Regions from separate parts of the Sus scrofa genome. Here region 2 is linked to region 1. Evidence: chromatin contacts called from public promoter capture Hi-C data. All regions are on one chromosome and are shown on one strand. The core of a region is the stretch at or near the end of the contact, and the rest is flanking DNA. Distances in the headings are between cores, read along the strand shown.

What was found. Promoter capture Hi-C pulls out the DNA fragments that hold promoters and counts their contacts.
Region 2: a contact with region 1 is called in a promoter capture Hi-C map of fetal liver, with 3 times the contacts expected there. The contact joins the promoter of TTC33 here to the promoter of DAB2 in region 1. A contact is called at or near these places in 2 of 5 promoter capture datasets (fetal liver and fetal skeletal muscle) and 1 of 2 datasets of contacts at active chromatin or transcription factors (alveolar macrophages).

The regions. Positions count from the first base shown.
Region 1 is chr16:24,775,504-24,778,203 of Sscrofa11.1, reverse strand. DAB2 (disabled homolog 2) reads left to right here and starts at 1,267. Exons shown (of 16, transcript XM_021076650.1): 1 at 1,267-1,618. All of the region lies in intron 2 of LOC102163534 (a long non-coding RNA gene), which reads right to left.
Region 2 is chr16:25,740,529-25,743,228 of Sscrofa11.1, reverse strand. TTC33 (tetratricopeptide repeat protein 33) reads left to right here and starts at 1,267. Exons shown (of 5, transcript XM_021076656.1): 1 at 1,267-1,422.

The sequences.
Region 1 (2,700 bases), core at 18-2,517:
CAACTCTCCAGTCTTTATTCTGAGACCTACACAAGCAAGTGGAGGGGAAAATCACCTATTAGGGTGAGGAACAATGAAATCACTTTATGTAAGTATCTGGATATTGAGGAAAACAGGACCAGTTCTCAGGTTAGGCTCAGAAAACTATGAGAGAGAAGGTGATTTTATATTCCGACTCTACTCTCTTCCTTGAACCTATCTCCTCATGGACCTCACGATTTCCATCCTTGTTGGCCAAATGCTAGCTCACAGTGCTCTCATTTTGTCCCAGAGAGGCCCAGGTCTCCCCACCTATTGTCTCCCCAAAACCCTCCCTTCAACACCCACTGCCTCTGGCTTGAGCCTTCTGCCTCAACCTACCTTCTTCAAAGAAGCACTTCCCAATCACCAATGTCATCCCCATCATCAGGGCGTGGTTAGTTAACTGGCTAACTGTTCCCGCTAAAAACACTGTTCACTATAATGTTACTTTACTATCTTGAAATATTTAGATTTTGAATGAATGTCTCAGGGAGTTCCCTGGTGGCCTTTCAGGTTAAGGATCTGGCATTATCACTGCTATAACTTAAGACACTGCTATGGTGTGGTTTTGATCCCTGGCCCAGGAACTTCTGCATGCCATAGGACGTGGCCAAAATAATAATAACAATGATAAATGAATGTCTCAGATGGAGAATACCTTCGTATCCAAAAAGCAGTCTCTTACATAAGCCAGTTGAGGGAGATGTTCTTAAGCAAGGAAAACAATTAGGAGTAGGTCTTAAACCCAAGCCATGCAGGCAAGTTCTCAGTGTGTTAGCCCCCATCTCAGCCACTTCCTAACAGAGTATGTGAAGTGTGTCCTATGCTGTTTCCTGGTCTGCACAGATGATACCAAACACCATTCTCTTATCCTAGAAATACATTTTAATGAGAGTAGCACATTCAGAGCCAGAGACCAGTGCCTGAACATTCCAGAACCTATAATGATCATGCTGCGTGCTACAAAACTTCTGATGGTGTCAGTTCCCTTGCTGTAATACTCTCATACCCACTGACAAACTTTCTAAGTCATTGTTTTTGATGGGAATAGAAAGGCAGAGAAAAAGGTGACTCTGGACCAGCACTGGGTTGGTAGATAACAGTATATCTGGCCTCAGCTTGAGATGCAAGATGTCTTTCACCCACCAGAGCATCAGCGCCCTGGATTGAGGCAATTTTTTTTTTTTTTAACTCAGTGATTCTAACATCTGCCTCTTGGGTGAATAAATAACCCAGCACCTTCCTTCCAGTGGCATCAGGTCACACAGTAATCTTCATCACACCATCTTCCACAGGCACAGAGAGGCAGAGGCCTCCTACGGCCACAGCACCCAGATTTTCTGCTCTAAATAAGCCGTGCATCCAGTTGGACCTGAAAATATATTGCCTGCAGCCAGTTGCTCCTGAGCCACTGCTGAAGTCGTGCAACAATTATCAATCCAGCAAGGCTAAAAGACAAGTCACCTGGAGGCCTGGTTACTCTGTGGCTTGGCAGCTCTACCACCACATCGGTGCCACTCTGCCTTGGACTCTGTGGGACTTTTGGCATCAGATTCCCTTCCACGGAAGGAAGAGACAGTCACTGCTTCTACCACAGGTGAGTTAAAAGGCATCTGTTTTTGAATAAATTTCGCCCAGTTTGCATGGAGGGAGGCAAGATCGAGAAAGCTGAGCTGAGCTGAGAGAGGCTGGGATGCTTGGGCTGACTTGGCAGATGACAGGTTTTGTTACAGATTTCTAAAATAATGTTGCTTTAAGAACAGAAAGAAAGCCCAGCCAAGAAACATCAACAGTAAGTTTTCCTTCTTTTTCCCCCCGAAGATATGCTGAAGCCAGGTTTAATTTTATGTCAGGAAAGAATTCCCTCCTGAGACTTTCCTGGCTACGGTTCAGTTGAGGATAATGTTTTCCAGCCATGCTTCCAGAGCCCCTCAAAGACTGAAGGGAAAACGGCAAATAGGCACGAAGCCTCACTTTGAAGCAGCAGGGGGAGCTGTTATGATAAAGAAACTGGGTGGTTTCTTCTTGGTCGGAGGTTATTTCAGAAATTCAGGCAACGTTCTCTACATTTTATTTTCAGCACCGGGGAGTACCTAAAGAATAAAATATTTACAGATGCTAGCAGATTTTATACCTCTGACTTTAATGCAAAGACTTCATGTTATATTTTACATCAAAAGGGAAGAAGTTGCTAGCATCTGCAATGCGTGACTATGCCGTGATTACTTCCATCAGCATGTAATAAAGCATAGCTCATTCGATATATTGCAATTCCAAAGTCCCTGATGGAAGTGGATGTTTAATGTTGGACTTCCAGGGCATAAAAAAGAGCCATTGTTACAACCTCACAAAAATTTACCTACCCTCACCACATAAGGCATCTCAGTTCTGCCCAGTAATTATTTCTGTCCAGTAATTTTGGTTTTCAAATTGCTTGAGCCCATTTAAAAACTGAGAGAGAGAAAGGTAGGGAGGCCAGACTCACTACTTATCTTTAGAAACAGCCTTTCTTCCATTTCTTATTGGGTTGTTTTGAAGTCCTACTTACAAACGCACAATGTGACTTCGCACAGAGTTAAGAATTAGATGACTATGTTATTTGTTGCTATATGTATTATACTATGCTACTTGCTACTATATGTTACTATGAAAATGTTAATGCATTTTAGCTAATTCTCA
Region 2 (2,700 bases), core at 18-2,517, 970 kb before region 1:
TGTGCTTTTAACTTGAGACATCATACTTCATTATATAGCAAAGTCACATTATCAGTATCTCTGATTTTGTCATACAGAATATTAAAAAGGAAATATGTACTTGGATTTTTTTTTTTTTTTTTTTTGTCTTTTTGACTTTTTGCCTTTTTTAGGGCCGCTCCTGTGGCATATGGAGGTTCCCAGGCTAGGGGTCTAATAGGAGCTGTAGCCACTGGCCTATACCACAGCCACAGCAATGCCAGATCTGAGCTGCCTGTTACCTACACCATGGCTCAAGGCAACGCTGGATCCTTAACCCACTGAGCGAGGCCAGGGATCGAACCCGCAACCTCATGGTTCCTAGTCGGATTCGTAACCACTGAGCCACTATGGAAACTCCTTGGATTATTTTAATAAAATAATTCTTACTGCTTCTCAAGGACATTGAGTGACAGCATTTTTTTTTTCTTTCTTACAGTAAATGCGATGCTTGCAATGACTGCTAGTACAGCTTGGTATCATTGCCTTGATGTGCTGAGGTGCTGGTGGTTTTAGCCATCATTGCTTTTCCACTCTCACTACAAATGTCAACATTGTGAAAAAGGCAAAGGATGCCTTTATGTTAGTATGAGAGTTTTGACTTTGAAAGGATCTGGACGACCCTGGGGGTCTTGGGATAAACTTTGGAGAATTATTGTCTCACATCAGTGATCCTCAATGGGGCAGAGGTGGAGGACCCATCTTTCTGCCAGAGACATTTGCCAACGTGTGGAGGGAAGCATTTTTGGTGTCACAAATGAAGGGGTGATAGTGGATGCTAATGGCAGCTAATGGGTAGAGACGGCGGATGCCCTTAAAACCCTGCAGCGCACGGGAGAGCCCCCCTTTTCCCAACAAATAATTATTCAGTTCGAAATGTTGCAGCATTGAAGTTGAGAAAATCAGGTCTAGAAAAATGATCTTCCTTTGCACAGACATTGAGATCGACCATCTTCATTTTTCAATTTCCTGAACACTTCCCTGAGTTAACGTGTCTCCATTTATTTATTTTCTGTCCTCTGCGACTGACCGACCTCATCAACTTAGTCTGTAAAGCACCCTCCCCAAACTGTTCTCATGCGCCTCGTCTGCTGACTGCATGGGTCGCCCGGTACCGCCAGGGCGGTTCTCTCCGCGCGCACACTCAGCTTGCGCAGCTGGTTTCCTGCACTACTGCGTTGTAGGCCCTCGTTTACCGCTAGAGGGCGCTCCCTGCATACCAGCCGCGGAGGGTCATGGGGTCGGTGCGGCCGCAGTGACTTCTGGGATTTGTGGTACCAGGGAAAAGACTGCGGCTGAGAAAGGCGCAGAGTCTCGGCTTGCCTGCTCCTTTCTCTGGAGAGTTCGGACACCCCAGGTCGGCGTGCCCCCTTTTTTAGAAGTCCCGCCACCAAAGGCAAGCAGGTAGGAGGTCGGGCATAATTTCCGTTTCCGGTGGGCAAAGGGCAAGCAGAATGTAAATACGAGACTGGAGAGCGATCATTAGGTAACACGGACTACCCGGTCCGTGGTGGAAGCCCGAGGAAGAGGAGGAAACGAGGCTGGTGGGTCTTGGGGTGACGGGGGGGAAAGAGCTTCAGAAGTCGGAGTTGAGACCCACCGCGGGTGTGACAGAACCGGGACGCTAAGGTTGGTCTTTAGGGACCAGCAAGTCTGGGTGTCCCGTTCTCCCTTGCGCCCGCGCCGAGGGCGGCTTCCGAGGCGGGTGGCGGGGGTTTGACCTGCCCTGAGCGGTGGGAGGGGCGGGAGGCGAGTTTGCTTTGCACCCTGGGAGGAAGGTTCCCGCGGCTGAGGGCGGGGCTGTGAACTCGCGGGTGACGTCCTGCCCAGCCTTTATGAACTTCGCACATTTTAATTGTTATGCAAAATAAATGGGAAGTCGCTATTACTAGTTTCTGTTTTGCGGTAACATTTTCGGGCAAATCCTTTCAAGAATTCCTCATTCTCTGAACCCAGCTCTTATCCGGAAGGGTGCTGTTTTGACTACTTGATTGTGTTTCTCAGGTTTCTGGCCTTGAGGGCTGCACCCACCGATGCCATGGAGAGAAGCCTTCCCTAGCCTGTGGCAGGGTAAAATGTCAAGGCGTCCACCGTCTTTGAGTGACTATCCCAGGGTTCATTGTATCAACAAAAGAATTTCGATGGCAGCATCGTTATCTAGAATTTTCGTGGCATTCCTTTATTACAATTCCGTGTAGAAGAAATTTGTGGAGCTACCGTCGTGGCTCAGTGGTTAACTAACCAGGCTAGTATCCATGAGGACACGGGTTGGATCCCTGGCCTCGCTCAGTGGGTTAAGGATCTGGCGTTGCGGTGAGCTGTGGGGTAGGTCACAGATTCTGCTCGGATATGGCGCGTTGCTGTGGCTGGAGCTTAGGCCAACAGCTACAGCTCGGATTCGACCCCCAGCCTGAGAACCTCCATATGCCGCGGGTGCGGCCCTCAAAACACCAAATAAATAAGTGAATAAGAAATTTGTGTTGTTTTATGAGTTTAACATAAAGTCCATATGATTATGACTTACCCATATGATTCCTTATCCTGGAGGGAAAATGTAAAGGCTAGGATGTTGGCACCTTGCCCATCCAACTGTATAAATTTAGGAAAGCCTTAAGTTTTAATTTCACGTTCAGATAGCTTTAGACGAACAATAAACTGATACTGTTTAAGATATCCGAATCA